Regions from separate parts of the Pan troglodytes genome. Here region 2 is linked to region 1. A link is a contact called in public Hi-C data. All regions are on one chromosome and are shown on one strand. The core of a region is the stretch at or near the end of the contact, and the rest is flanking DNA. Distances in the headings are between cores, read along the strand shown. Region 1 has its middle 220 kb from the start of SOX11. Region 2 holds the start of SOX11 (SRY-box transcription factor 11).

What was found. Hi-C and Micro-C count contacts between places; a contact is called where the count stands out from the background.
Region 2: a contact with region 1 is called in a Hi-C map of stem cell-derived neural progenitor cells, with 6 times the contacts expected there. The contact joins the promoter of SOX11 here to the enhancer-like site in region 1. A contact is called at or near these places in 2 of 7 Hi-C or Micro-C datasets (induced pluripotent stem cells and stem cell-derived neural progenitor cells) and 1 of 1 datasets of contacts at active chromatin or transcription factors (stem cell-derived excitatory neurons).

What each region holds. Positions count from the first base shown.
Region 1 is chr12:116,952,061-116,959,838 of NHGRI_mPanTro3-v2.0_pri, forward strand. No RefSeq gene overlaps it. Among named protein-coding and RNA genes, the nearest start is that of SOX11, 220 kb to the right of the region's middle. Within about 2 kb of position 4,386, at least 8 of the 24 cell types and tissues checked have an H3K27ac peak or open chromatin away from gene starts, as enhancers often do. A contact at or near this core is called in stem cell-derived neural progenitor cells, where this site is marked.
Region 2 is chr12:117,177,721-117,185,498 of NHGRI_mPanTro3-v2.0_pri, forward strand. It overlaps SOX11 (SRY-box transcription factor 11), which reads right to left and starts at 2,685. Exons shown (of 1, transcript XM_009441951.5): 1 at 1-2,685. The coding sequence starts at 2,329. The coding sequence ends at 1,004. LOC134807841 (a long non-coding RNA gene) reads left to right here and starts at 3,762. Exons shown (of 5, transcript XR_010149219.1): 1 at 3,762-4,076.

The sequences.
Region 1 (7,778 bases), core at 3,136-5,635:
TACACAAAATCATTGCTCCAATATAGCTCCATTTCTTCTCCCTTCTTTGCATTATTATTGTCCTAGAAATTCCACTTTACTGCTTGCTGGGCTCCATGGTTTCTGATGAGAAGTCATCTGTTAGTCTTATTGAGGATCTCTTGTACACAATGAGTCACGCCTCTCTTGCTGCTTATAAGACTATCTCTTTGTCTTTGGCTGGATAGTTTGATTTGATGTGCCTAACAGTCAGCTTTTTTTCCCTTACTCTACTTCCAGTTTGTTGTGCTTCTCAGATGTACAGATTACTCTTTGTCATGAAATTGAAAACAATTTTCAGCCATTATATCTTTGAATATTATTTCTGAACTTCTCTTTTTCTGGTACTTTCATCATATATATTTTGATGTAATTGATTGTATCTCACAGCTCTGAACATCAGTTTTTTTATTACTTTATTTTCCTTTCTCTTTCTGGGTCTCATATTACAAAATCTCAACTCACACATCTTTGATGATTCTATTTTTCTACCACTTCCAAAGTGCCATTCAGCCCCTCTAGTAATTTTCTTTTTAGGTATTTCATTTCCTTTCCATATTTTCTATTTGGTTCTTTTTTGTGATTTCTATCTCTTTATTGATATTCTTTATCTGAGGAGACATCATCCTTTTTTTTAACTTTCTTTTAATTCTTTAGATACAGTTTCCTTTAGCTTTTGGAACATTTTTATGATAGCTAATTTAAAGGTTTTGTCTGTTAATTCCAACATCTAGACTTCCTCAAAGAAAGTTTTCATTAACTGTTTTTCCTCTATTTACGTACCATACTTTTTGTGTATGGTTTTTTGCATGTTTCACAATTTTCATTGAAAACTACAAATACACTCTTACATGGCTTGTTATTGTTGCCTTTGGTTGATATTGTGGCTATTTAATTAGTAATGTTTTAAACTAATTCTGTCAATTCTCAATTAACAGAGATTTTCTTAAATGTCTTGAACCAATACATCTCCCAGCTTTTGTGAAAGGGCTCTGTGTATATTGAGGTATGCTTTCAATGCCCCAGCAGATACTTTAAAATCGTGCCTTAGCCTTCACTGCCTGCTGACACAGTCAGTTTGAGGTAAGAGATCAAGGTCTTCTTGGATCTGTTCTGGGCATGTGCACAGTCCAGCTAGTGTGGTAGCCTTTAAGATTGCCATGAATATAGAAGATTTGCATATGCCCTATGGTTTCCTCAGTTTTCCTTTTTAATTTTTTGATCACTGTCTTATTAGCCTCAAGTCTATTGCCTCAGTCAGTGAACAATTGCTGCTGATTGTTTTCAACAAATGCCAAGGAAATAAAGCTGTTTGCAAAAAGTGAGCTCTGAGTAAGGTCAAATAAAGACAAGCCTTGGGAGTGGGGCTCTTTAGGTTGCTGCCAAATAGGCCAGATTTTTACAGTTCCTTGGAGATGGGCTTTGAGAAGCTTCAAATTCTTTCTATCCCCATCTTCATTGGTTCTCTTGGGCTGCCATTTTTTATGGCTGCTATACTTTCTCACCATGCTGAAATGATTCAGGCTTCAAGATTGCTTGTTTTCAAGACTACCTCAGAGCTAACGAAAAGAGTATGAAATTAGGGCAATTTAAAACTATATAAGCTCAGTGTTCTTACCAAAATCAGTCCTGGATCCTAGATAATCATCCTCCTAGGGAATTATCCATCTCGATGTCTGCTTCTCTTCTGGAAACCTGCTATGAGAACACCTCTCCCTTTGACCGGCCCCACCTTATGAGAATCTGTGACACTGAACTAGGAGGGCCATTAGGGTGGCTTCTAGCCAGCTGCCTCGAACTCATGCTGTATGTCTCAAGGAAGCTATGACACATAAGTGCTGAGAAAGTCTGGAAATTGTGGTCGGCCTATGTGCCCTATTGATGGCAGGAGACAGCTATCTTTGTAAAAGGTAGCATATGGCAAGGGACAATAACATGCAGTGATGGCACCCAGACTCTGCACCTTCCTACCAAACAGGGCTCTTTGCAATCCAAACAACAGGTCATTCTAGGATTGGATATAAGAACCCAGTGTAGCATGTATACGTAAGCTGTGCAATATAAATAGGTTGGCTAATGTATTAGTTCATTCTCACACTGCTATAAAGACACTACCCAAGACTGGGTAATTTATAAAGAAAAGAGGCTTAATTGACTCACAGTTTCACATGGCTGGGGAGGCCTCAGGAAGCTTATAATCATGACAGAAGGAGAAGCAGGCATGTCCTACATGGCAGCAGGTGAGAGAAGTGAAGTGTGAGCACAGGAAATACTGCCATTTTTAAAACCATCGGGTCTCATGAGACTCACTCACTATCACAAGAACAGCGTGGGGGAAACCGCCCCCATAATCCAATCACCACCAATCAGGTCCCTTCCTTGACACATGGGAATTACAACTCAAGATGAGATTTGGGTGGGGACACAGAGCTAAACCATATCATCTAATGTAGGGACCTTACAGGTAAATAAACTGAGGGCTAACCAACATGCATATTTCATCTCATCTATCCCAAACCTGCTTGCCGTCTTTCAGTCTGCAAAATGACCTGCCTTCTCACTCTCAAAAGATCATCTCAGCATGATGAGTTGATGATTCTCTATCAATGGCCTCCTTTCCCTCTCATCCGTTTCAAAATATTTGTATGTCTTCACTGGTATTTTTCTCCTTGTTTACCTCTCCAGAGGAAACAGAATCTTTCCACTAGACAAAGGCTCACCCCTCCATCGAGGTCCTGAATGCAATCTCTCTTATTTTTCTAACCTTCTAAGCATGTAATAATTCATCCAAACCGGAGGAAAAGGAAGCTATGATGGGAAGGCATAGGGGGCCATCATGTCTGAACTGAGACTGCACTAGTCCAACCAAACATGCTATCTCCGACATGCCTTAAATCTCTTTCTTTACACCACCTGCCAATCAATAAATATGATGAAAAGATTCCATATTAAAAATAAATGAATAAAAGAACCCTTGATCTCTCTGATTTTCCTCTTTTATTCTTATCACCTCCAAAGTTCTAGGGAAAGCAGTCTATATCTGCTTCCTTCCCACTTCAGTTTGTTGAAATCTCCACCAGGTTCTGGATATCGTTCTTGTAAAACTCATCAGTGGTTTAACTTCGGTGGAGCCTCATCCTATTTAATGTTATCTGAAATTTAACCGCTGCCTACCTCTTCTTCTTAAAGCTGTCTCTTTTCTTGAAATATGAGGAATGATTCTCTCCTGGCTCTCATCTCTCCTGCCTTTCTGCTTCTCGGATTTTGCTGATTCCTTTCTGTGGGGACGCGGTTAATATTTGTGGGACTGTCAAACTCCTCATTGCAGCCGTGGCTCCTCCAAAAGGTAGGGTTCTCCTTGGGCTTCTGATGCCTTCTCTTTCTGGGTCATTTCCACCAGCAGAGGGACCCCTTGAGGCGAGGGTGCTAATGCTTGTTCTGTGGACTATAAGGAACAGGCAGGGTTGTGTCAATACACTTGTGGGGCAAGGGAGCCTGGTGAAAACCCCATGCATATGAGATAGGGGTGTGGCTGAGCAGGAGAAGGAGGACAGACAGCAAGGAGGCGAGTCGGCCTCTCTTCCAGTCCTCAAGTCTGCCCCAGTGCTTGTCCTACTGTGACTTGCCTTGGAGGAGTGAGGCATTGGAGAGGGAAAAGCTTGCGTGATCCAGGCCTGACCCTTGGGCTGCCAGTCTTCATGATACAAACCTGTATGTTTAGGAGACAGAGAGACCAGCAGGGGTAGCAGTATGAGCTGTTTTCATGAGCCCTAGTAAGTTAGAGAGGCCTTAAAATTAAGTCTACAATAAGATGATAGGCCTTCCTACTTAGAAAAAATAAGGATGCCCATCCATGTGAATAGATAGATATTCACAAAGGCAGTGCCCATGCTAACCACAGTACTGGCCGGTGGGAGGATCTCTGTTCTCAGCCTGGTCACACATTTCTCCTAGTGGACTCCAAGTTGGGTCACACAGCCCTATTGTCACTCCCTGGCTACTGAGCACAACTGCTTACAATCCACCCTGTCCCCATCCTGGGTAGCCTGGAAAATCCCTGTAATTATAAACAGGCCCTGTCTCCAAGCCATCCCTCTCCCCAGGGCCCCACCGCAAGGTGGAGACGGTGACTCAGCTTGGCCCCTGCTGGAGCTTATCTCTGTGGGCAGTCCCAGCAGGAAATCATTGGGAGTTGAGGCAATGGGAGGGCCTTCTTAGGGGCTGCTGGGTTCTGGACAGCAGGAGAGGGAGGAGAGTTGCTCGGGAGCTCTCCAAGCTAAATCAATCCTTTCCCTTTCAGCTCAGAGATAAAAACCTGGAGTGCCATTTGAGTGCTCAGCACCCAGGAATGTCCCCACACAGCTGACAGGCATCAGCTTCCATTTAGAATGTGTGAGATTGCTGGCTGCCAGACCCACCCCTGTGGTTTAGTGAATGCCAAGAAAGTCCTGGAAATGAAGGAATTAAATAGCCATAGTCCAAGCATGTATTTCTCACACTGAGAATTACTCAGCACCCTCACATAGCAGATCCGGATATGTGGGTTACAATAATCCCTTATATTTATATAGCACTTTTTAGTTTACAAAGCACTTTCAAGTCCATTAGTGCATGTGATCCTCCAGACAGCCCTATGAAACATCAGGGAAGCTATTATTAGTCTCGCCCCACTCTGCTCCCATAATTCTTTGTACATACCTCCTCTAAAACACTTATCACTTGGTTCTGTAATGACTTGCTTACAGTGTGTTACAGTGAAAAGAACATGGGCTTTGGAATCAAACAGCCTTGAGTGTGAAAGCTGGCTCTGCCATTTACCATCTGCCTGAGCTTAGGTTAGGTACTTCCTCTCTCTAAGTCTTAGTTTTCCCATTTCTAAGAGTGTGGCTAAGAAGCTGATGATCTCCCCTGGTTGTTGTAAGAATTAGAGAATGGAATGCATATGAAAGTACCAAACACTGTCAGAATGCAGTAAGTACTCACTAAAGATTGGATCTTCTCTTCCCTAGTGACAGTGCGTGACTTAAAGCCTGGCCCCACACTTTATTTATTTTGTGTATCTCCAGAGCTTAGCACAAGATTTGGTAAATGGGCATTATTTAAAAACAAGAAAAAACAAATGCATGAATGAAAGAATCCTATTTTATAAACAAGGAAACAGAAGCCCAAAGTGGCTAAGTGCTCTATCAAGGGTGAAAGTGGAATTTCTGGTACCTTATCTGAAGTCCCCCCTGTTGCAGGTTCTCAACATCTGTTGTCAATCTTCCTATTAGTTAATTAAACTCCTGCCCCAAACACCATCCTTGACTGTTGTCGATGCTTCTGGCGTTTTCCCAATGAGCTCAACTCTTCAAGGAAATGAAAGAGGCTAATTTGCACAGAAAGGCCAGAAAACCCTAGTTGGCCAGCATCCTTTGGGTCTAAGCTATAAGCAGCGCAAATTAGCCCAGCCATTTATATGCAAAATAAGCACCAAGCCTTGAAGATTGTTTGAAAATTGCCTACCTAAGGAGTGTAAGTTAAAAGTTGATTCAAAAACTGTTTGGTTCCATCTAGGAAAGTGAATGCCAAATTGGTCTTTTCAAATTCAAATCTAAGTTAACCTTCAACTTAAAACCTACAGCGCCTCTTCATTATCACTTAGATTCAGGGGCAGAATCTCTTTCCCGGCCTGAGTCCCTAAGTGGACCAGCCTGGCTCCCACATTGCATCTTAGACACTTCATTGCCTCTGCCCGTCAGGATTTCTCCTCCAGCCTACTGGCCTTCCTTTAGATTTTATGATGTCACGTTCTTCCCCTGCATATGTTTGTTTCATCTCTCCGGAAACTCACGTTCCTCCTTCCTTTAGTTAACCCCTGTTCCTCAGATTTTGGCTCAAATATCACTCCCCCTAGACATCGTTCCCTGATTGCCTAATCTAGGCCAAGTTTATTATATGACACATAGGATTCATTTGGATCTTTTATATCACTTTTTTTTTTTTTTTTTTGTGAGATGGAGTCTCGCTCTGTCACCAGGCTGGAGTGCAGTGGCACGATCTTGGCTCCCTGCAACCTCTGACTCCCTCGTTCAAGCGATTCTCCTGCCTCAGCCTCCTGAGTAACTGGGATTACAGGCATGCGCCACCACACCCAGCTAATTTTTATATTTTTAGTAGAAACAGGGTTTCACCATTTTGGCCAGGATGGTCTCGATCTCCTGACCTCGTGATCTGCCCGCCTTGGCCTCCCAAAGTGCTGGGATTACAGGCGTGAGCCACCATGCCCGGCCTTATATCACTTTTAATACACACTCTTACAGTGATTACTGAACAATGTCTGCATCCCCCCCTACAATGGAAACACCATGAGAACACAAAGGTTATGTTGGTTTTGCTCACTTTTGTATCTTCAGTGCCTGGCATGGAGTGGCTACTCAGTATTTGTCAACAAGAAGAAGGTTGATCTGGCTGACTCAGAAGGTGGTCTCCTACTAGGTTGCCATCTGGGTAGCAGGGTAGAGGTCCAGCCGGGCCACTGATGTTTGCGAGGTTTTTTGAGCTCAGAGACCTCTCATAGAATAATAGACTCAGAGCTGAAAGAGATTTTAGATATCATCTAACCCCAAACTCTCCCTCTTCTCAAACCTCCCTGGCCATGCATTCCACTTAATAAATGGTTTTGCAGGCTTTGCTTGGGCTTATTCTATGCATGAGATCTACATGAATAGATGATAGGATTATGTCACCCAGAAGAGTCCTTTAAGAATCTTGTACACACAAGCAGAGGATAAAAACACCCAGAAGAACTGTATCCATGTTTTAGAACACTTTAAATCTTATAAGTAAGCAAAAACGTTTGTAAAAAGATATAGAAAGAAACAAGCCTAGCTTGTCTTTTGGTACTGACTTCCAGTTCCTCCATCCTGGGGGATCAACCTGCCCTTGAACCAGGGTCAGCAGTGCCAGTGTCTCCTCTAGTTGGCTTCCCACAATTTTGTTGTTCTGAGTCTATTCCAGATCTCCATTGTCTGATATACGTCATGAACTGGCCTGGTCACATGTTGATTTTGATATAGATATTCTAACCACCAAGAATTCTCAGTCAGTCTCTCATTTGCTCAAAATTCAGTACTTAAAACATAAAATCTTTTCGCTTAAATGGCGAAGAGCTTGACATGTGCCTTTCTACTACTTTTGCAGAGCTCCTTTGTTTTACTAATTTCCGTGTGTCCAGGATCTGGTGCTGGGACACTGTTGAGTTGTGCTGAATCACTGTTATTTCTGGGTTTAATTTCTGCAGTTAGGCTCAGAAATTGGGTAACTCTGTGTCTCATGGGCATGGTGAAGCAGGAGGAGCACCCCTTCCCCAAGTGTTTGTAAATGTCAACTATGACCACAGTAAGAAGTTTAGAGTCTTCACAAATACAATTATTTGCAGGCTGAGTCTAGCCTGGGAGGTACTTTTCTACTTTCCATATGCTCTTTTCTCTGTTTCCCCCCCAGTATTCTTTGCTACAAAAGTCCCTTGACAGTGTCCCTAGTTACAAATGCATGCTTGCCCCAGGCTTTGACTGAATTTGCTGTCTGTTTAATACCTGCTCCATATGGGATAGATTAACACAAAAAGCTTTAACCTTGTACAACACTCAGATGCTTTCATGTAATGGCTGTGAGGATGGGGGGTGGGACATGAACACATAAGTGGGTGCATGTACCAAGAACAGAAATCCATTGAGTTCCCCCAGACCAGACGTCTACATTCTGGAGGGCTCTCAGCA
Region 2 (7,778 bases), core at 1,435-3,934, 220 kb after region 1:
ATGTTCCCTTTTCACTGTACAAAAATACGCCTGAAAATATATTAATTTTTAAAAAAGACTGAGGTCTGTTATGTATCAAAAATGTTTCAATACCTTTTGTACTGAGGTCTAGGCTGTCTGGTATTCAATCAAGGAGGTATAAGGGAACAAGTTACAAAAAAAAAGTTGGCAAGTAGAAATCACATTTGTAAAACCATAAACAATTTGATCTGAAAAGTAAACTCTGATCTTAAGTCAGTTCACAGTTTTTTTTTTTTTGTAAGCGTTTGTACAGTCTGCATTTTTTCAAGCTCCCTGCAGTTTTGTTAAGAATCGGATGCATAGAAGACATCAGTTTTCTCCCTCCAAAAAAAAAAAAAAAAAAAAAAAAAAAAAAATTAAATTAACAAAAGTTGTAATGGTCCCTTTTTTTGTTAAAAAAAAATCACCAGTTCTTTAAGTTCTCTTAAGAAAAAAAAAAAAATATCTCCACCAACTCCCTAGAGTAACAGTTGTGCTGCCAAAAGGGTCCTCTGCAGACGTCTTCCAGACTTCAAAGACCGACAAGCTTCAAACAGCGCCTTCCGGAGCGGGTCCTACCTCCCCTCCCCCGCCCCGCCCCCTCTGCCTTTGTTGCAATCACGAATTTCAGGAAAAAGAAATAGTAATTACAAAAACACATTTTTTGGGAAAAAAATCACAACTCCAGACTAGGTATGCAACTACCTTGAGACACGATAAAGGAAGGGAGGGGGGACAAAAAAAGGACAGGAAAAATGTTTAAAAACTACTCATTTCACTTTAACTCCACCAAAATTTTCATCATGTTTTCCAATTTCTTTGCGTCACGACATCTTATCAATATCATCAGCATCTTCTTCTCTCCCCTCCACCCTACCACCGCCACCATCAACACCACCATCATCATCATCATTATCATCATCATCATCATCACCACTACAACTTCCTCCCAAGGAACCCAGCTCTGCACCCTCCGAGAGAAAGAGCGAGCAGCGGGCGCCTTTCAATATGTGAACACCAGGTCGGAGAAGTTCGCCTCCAGCCAGTCCCCCGCGATCATCTCGCTCAGCTCCGGCGTGCAGTAGTCGGGGAACTCGAAGTGGGAGCCCAGGCTGCCCTCGCTGAACGAATCCAAATCCTTATCCACCAGCGACAGGGACAGGTTCCCGGCCGCCGCGCCGCCCCCCAGCTGCTGCTCGCTGGCGCTGTGCGCGCTTTGGGAGAAATTCAAGCTCAGGTCGAACATCAGGTCGTCGGCGTCCTCGCCGCTGCTGCCGCTGCTGCTGCCGCTGCTGCTGGACGAGGAGGTGGACACCGAGCGCGAGGACGCGGGCGACAGCGCGGGCTGCGCGAGCGGCGGCGGGTGCTGCTTGGTGATGTTCTTGAAGCTGTAGTAGAGGCGGCTGCCGCCCCCGGCGCCCGAGGTTGCGCCGGCCCGCACCTCGTCGTAGAGGCTCGCTCCCTCGGGGGACTCCGCCGAGCTGCTCAGCGTAGGGCTGGCGGGCACTTTGGCGACGTTGTAGCGTCTCAGCAGCTGCGACGGCTGCTGCCCCGGCGGCTGCAGGAGCTGCTGGTGCGGTGGTTCCTCGTCCTCCTCGTCCGGCTCCTGTTTGATCTGCAGCTGCAGCTCCTCCTCGTCGTCGTCGTCGTCGTCGTCCTCATCCAGAAACACGCACTTGACCGTCTTGCCCGCGCCGCCGCCGCCCGAGCCGCTCACGCGCAGGCTGCCCAGCACGTAGTCGTCGCCCGCGCCCCCGTAGTCCCCGGACTGGGCCGCCTTGCCCGCGCCCGCCTTGGCGCCGGCGGCCGCGGGGGCCTTGAGCTTGCCGCATTTCTTGCTGGAGCCCTTGGAGGTCTTGGCACCGCCCGCGCCTCCGCCCGCGCTCCCGCCGCCGCCGCCGGCCGCGCTCTTCTCTGGGCTCTGGCTGGCGCTGGGCTTGGCCGAGGGGTCCATTTTGGGCTTTTTCCGGGGCCGGTACTTGTAGTCGGGGTAGTCGGCCATGTGCTTGAGCCGCAGCCGCTCCGCCTCCCGGATGAACGGGATCTTCTCGCTGTCCTTCAGCATTTTCCAGCGCTTGCCCAGCCTCTTGGAGATCTCGGCGTTGTGCATGTCCGGAGACTGCTCCATGATCTTCCTGCGTTCGATCTTGGACCATACCATGAACGCGTTCATCGGCCGCTTGATGTGGCCCGACGCCGTCTTGCACCAGTCTGGGTCGCTCTCGTCCAGGGCCACCGGGCTGCAAGCCATGAATTCGCCCTCCTCCGTGTCCAGCGCCTCCCGGGGCAGGTTGCTCTCCGCTTCCAAGCTCTCCGCCTGCTGCACCATGATCCGCTGCAGGGCTGGACGCTCCAACCCGGGCCGCTGGGTCTCGTGCGGAGGTCCCCCTCCCCCTCCCACCCCTCCACCTTCCTGGGCAAGTTGCAAAGTCCTCGGCACCCCGCTTTCGCGGCTCCCCCCCTCCCCCCCGCCCCCCCTTCCAGGCTGCACACAGCGGCTGTGGTGGCTTCGGCGGCGACGGCCGCCGGCGCGGTGGGAGCTGCGGTCGCGACAGGAGAGGCGGTGGCGACGGCGGTCGAGGCAGCCCGGGACCCCTCTCTCCGGCTCGTGGCTCCTACCGCAAGCGCCGGACCCCGAGCTCTCCCAGGCGCGCGCGCTCCTTCTGCAAAAAGTTGAGGTCTCTCTCTCAACTAGTTATCAGGGTGTCATATGGGTGACATCACTCCCCCAGCTAGCCAATGGCTGGGGGCCGGCTCCGCCCATCTTCCTTTATTAACTCGGAGGCCCCGCCCCTCCACCCCGCCCTCCGGGCTGCTTTGCAAAGATGGGGGTGGGGGGAGAGGAGGCATGTCTAGAAATATGTTATTTTTAAAAAATCCGCGTGTGTGCACAGATGCGCCTGTTCCCGGGATGCTCGGAAGCGGCGCGCGGCACCACGGGGAGCGGGCGGCCCGGGGCGAACCGGGATGGTTCGGGCGCCGGCGCTAACCGAGGACCGGGTCCCGGGAGAGGCCCCGCGCGCCTTTGTGCCCAGTCCCCGGGAGGCCCGACGGCGACAGCGGACGGCGCGCGCTCACTCCCCGGGTGCACATACTCGGGCACGCGCCCAGCCTGAGACGGCGGCCTCCGCCCGGCTCGCGGTCAGCCGCGCCCGGCCTGCCCCGGGGTGGGCGCAGCTGCTCCCCGGCGAGCCCCTCGCGGGGCTCGGCCGCTCCCCCGCGTCGCCGCCCCGAGCCCGCCCGGTAGCCCCGCGGCGGCCCTGGCCGACGGAAGGTGGCGCTTGAAGACAACAACCTTCCCGGCACGTGGGCTCTGCTCTCCTTTTCCCTTTCTCCCTTTTTGTAAGGCAAATAAATCAATTTAAAGCTCGAGAGGCGGTAAGCTCCCTCCCCCGTTTTGCATTTTTCTGTTTTGTCCTTTTTCTCCGTCTGTTTTCCCTCCTCGGTGGTGTTTGGGGACGCGGCTGTGCGGGTTGGGCTGCGCCGCGCCCCCGCGCGCCCCGCCCCGGGCGGGGGCCGGAGTAACGGTCTGCGGGGCCCTCGGGTTCAAGCTGGCCACTCCCAGGGCTGGCTCCGGAGCGGGGTCTGGGTCCCGCAGGCTCCAGCACGCCCGCGCCCCGCCCGGCGTCCCTGCGAGGGGCCCGGCGCCCTCCTTCCCTTCTCCCTCTGCTCCCCGCCCCTCCTCTCCCCGCCCCGTCGTCTCCCCGCCCCTCCGCCGCTCCTTTCTCCTTCCCAGGCCTCCTCTTCCTCTTTGTCCTTCCCCCATCCTTGGTCGCCAGCGCTTCTCCGGCAGCCTCGTCCTGAAATCGTGCGATTGTGAGCTAGAAGCCTTCTGGGTCACTCATAAACCAAAGAGAAAATAAGGTGCACTCGAGTTTCCCGTCTAAATATTTTCCCTGGAGATGGAAAGGTGCGCTGGCGGCCGGGGAGCCGCGACCTGGGGCGCGCTGGGCCTCGCAGAGCAGCCGCGGACCCCGGCGATCGTGCCGTGTTCGTCTCCTTTGTGTTTCTTTATTGAGTCCCTACTACCTCTACGGATATTCTGGGGGCAATTAAAGAAAATCGCCGCTTCCTAGGTATGGTCTGTCGCCACGCTCGCCTTCTCCACACCCCCCAGCACTGGGTATCTGGGAACTTTGAGCAGTTCCTAAGACACTGCCCGGATCCCTTCACCAGAGAAATCAGCCGTGTAGGACTGGGAAAATTATCCAAATCTGCTTCCTTTCAGGTGCCCTCCTGCAAATAATACTACATTTCTTAAGTACTGGATCTTCTCTGAGGATTCTAATATCATAAAATAATACCGTGTTTTTCACAGATCATGATTTGAAAAAATTACCGCCATTGCGATAACCCATTCCCGCCCCCGTCCCCCACTTCCCCGACTCATCCTAAAGAAAAACACTGCATCGAATACTTGGAATATTCAGACCAACTTAAATCTTGATAATGCTGGCAATTTATTCTTTCCAGGGCCATAGGAACCAAAAGAATTTACAGTCATTCATACTGGGTGACTTAAAGTCTGGAGATGTATAAAATCCAAGGCAGTGTGTGAAAACTCATCTTCACTCCCGCACGGCGAGCACTAGGTCTTGTTTTTCTCTTACAGCTCACACGTTTTTCAGCTATTGGGAACACCAAGGGAGGGAAGGTGGGGAGGAGCACAAGGTGAATCTACACCCACCTCCCCACAACTGCAGGACAAATCCACACTCTAGAGAAAAGGATTGAAATATTTCAGCTCAGCTTCATTATTTGCTTGCAAAGTGTGAGGGCACCTACCATTTTGGCCTCGGAAAGAGAATGCATTTGAAAATCTTTGGCAAATTCCATATTGATTTGCTATCTTTACGCTATAGCAAAAATCATGCTTAGCTTTAAAATGAGAATGATCTGAATATAGTAGGAGTGAAAAATAATAGATTTTCTTCTCATAGCGCTGCGATCTTTTTAGAGGAAATAAAAGTTAAAATCTGCTCTTTCGAACAAGAAATATAATTTCTGTTCAAGGCAACATGAGCCATTTGTTGGAGAAGATAAAGCAAAGATTGGGATTGCTAAAGCAGGCACTGAAGGCAGCACAGGCGGGTGCTACAGCTGAATCCCCCCTGTCATATAGGAGAGGCCAGGCAATTTTCACAAGAGATTAACTAGATTGCTATTTTGCAGCATGGACTCACCCCACATACTTAATGTTGTTAGACGTAGTCGAGTGAGGAATGAAAAAAATGATAATCTGTATACTTTATTTTTGCTCCCTAAGGGAAAATTTTTAAATAAGTATAGCATTTTAAAAAAAATATGGGAACATGTTTGAGAGTACGCATGCTTCTTACAGGAATAATAGTTACTTCTGAAAACAGATGTTTGCGCCATTAACAGTAACCAACTATTTAGAGAAATTTTAAGCTACCAAATAGAAAATATAGCCTTTAATAATGCACCTCTTGAAAACCTAATTTAGTAAAATGGAAATATGTCTACTGTTTTTTAAGCCACTGAATGTATATCATAATTAGGATCATTGGTTATCTTTTTAGAGCCAATATTCACTTCATTTTTGTGTGTGTCTGTCTATATACTTATTTATAAGCAAGATTTGTAGTTTGTTTGTTAACCATAAACATTGTTGGATACATAATGTTCAGAATCTTAAGAGTCACATCTGATTAGAGTCACAAATGACTCTATTTTTATGGTGATTTTTACCTTTTCATAATTCCATCTTTACAAAGAAAACTTCACGTAAAAGGACTATTACATAAAGAGATAAGATATTTCACGATATCTCTCAAAATTATAACACAGCCAGAGTAAGAAGTGTCCCTTTTTCTCAGGAAAGAAGCATTTTTCTAAGCAAATAATATGCTAAAAATATCACTGGGTAAATATTTGACTTATCTGATGGATTGACCACCATTTTTAGAAGTATTGCAATCACATGCATTCCCCATCTCTGAAATGAAGTTATAAGGTAGGATCCTTCCCTTTTTTCTCCCTTTACCTATTCTCCTGAAATGAGTTCACTCCTCATTGTTAGCTGTATCTATTTACCTCAGCTTCAGCCTTAAATCTTGAATTTGGATCTGGATATCTTCTGTCTACTGGACATTCCTTCTTATTCCTTCTTAAGTGTTCCTCAGACCTGGTAATGAGTATAGATCGAACAATCCTACCTTGAACACACACACACACACACACACACACACATCCACACACAATGAACCAGTGGATGCTGTTACCCTGTTTGGCTCATCAGAACATACTTCAATAGCTAAAATAATGTTGTTAATCTTTTCACTCATTTATTCTCTGAATTGACCACTGCAGAGTGTGATCCATTAAAGCCAGAGCAGTTGGGCAGTACAGCACAGGGCAGCGGCTTAGAAATTTATTTTCATCATGACCTATTTTATAAAACACCTTTTTACATCATGACCCAGTACTCATGCTATACACATATAAAGCAGAAACCAAAGCGTCACAATTCAGTATCTCTCTTTTATGTGCAATTCACACTCTTTTTTATTCTATCCCATTCCATTCCATTTCTGTAAATGTTAGTTAAAACCCACTATTAATGAGGCACCATTGAAGTCTGAAAAACACTGGCTTAGGTGTTCAGAGTTACGGCTCAGAAGCATTCTGCCCTGGATTGAAAATTCTGGTTCCACTATCTTTTCTTTTTCCCCCGTGGCTCTCATCATGGAGCGCTTGACTTTTAGTTATCAATGCCCAGAGAATTCCACAAACGTACTGCCTCCAAAATTCATGTCTTTTGAAATTATTCATATGAGATATATATTCTATTTTTTTAAATGGACTTTATTTTCTAGAGCAGTTTGAGGTTCACAGCAAACATGAATGGAAAATGCAGAGCCTTCCACATAGTGTCTATCCCCACACATACACAACCACCCCCACTCAGTGGTACATGTGTTACGATCAGTGCGTCCACAATGACACATCATAATCATCCAACATGCGTAGTCCACATTAGGCTCACTCTTGGTGTTGTACATTCTGTGGATTTGGATAAATGTATAATGGCAGGTATCCATTGTTATAGTGTCATGCAGATTATTTTCATGGCCCTAATCATCTGGCCTCCACCCACCTATTCATCCTTCACCCCTCCATGCCCTTGGCAACAACTGATTATTTTACTATGGCAATAGTTTTGCCTTTTCCAGAATGTCAAATACATGGAACCATACACTATGTAGCTTTTTCAGATTGGCTTCCTTAACTTAACAATATACATTTTATGTTCTTCCATGTCTTTTTATGGCTTCATAGCTCATTTCTTTTTGGCAATACATAACATTCCATTGTCTGAATATACCACAGTTTATCCATCCTCCTACAGAAGGACATCATGGCTGCTTCCATGTTTTGGCAATGATGAATAAAATCTGTTATAAGCATCCTTGTGCAGCTTTGTGTGTAGATGTAAGTGTTCAACTTGCTTGGGTAAATACCAAAGAGTGATACTGCTCTATCGTGTAGTAAGAGGTTGTATAATTTCATAAGAAACTTTCAAACGGTCTTACAAAGTGGCTGTCCCATTTTGCATTCCCAACAGCAATGAATGAGAGCTTCTACTATTCTACATCTTCGTCAGAATTTGCTGTTGTCACTATTTTAGATTGTAGCCATTCTACTCGGTCTGAAGTGCTATCTCATTTTTGTTGTAATTTACATTTCCCTAGTGGCATATGAGATGGACTGTCTTTCCGAATGTTTACTTGCCCTCAGTATATCTTCTTTAGTGA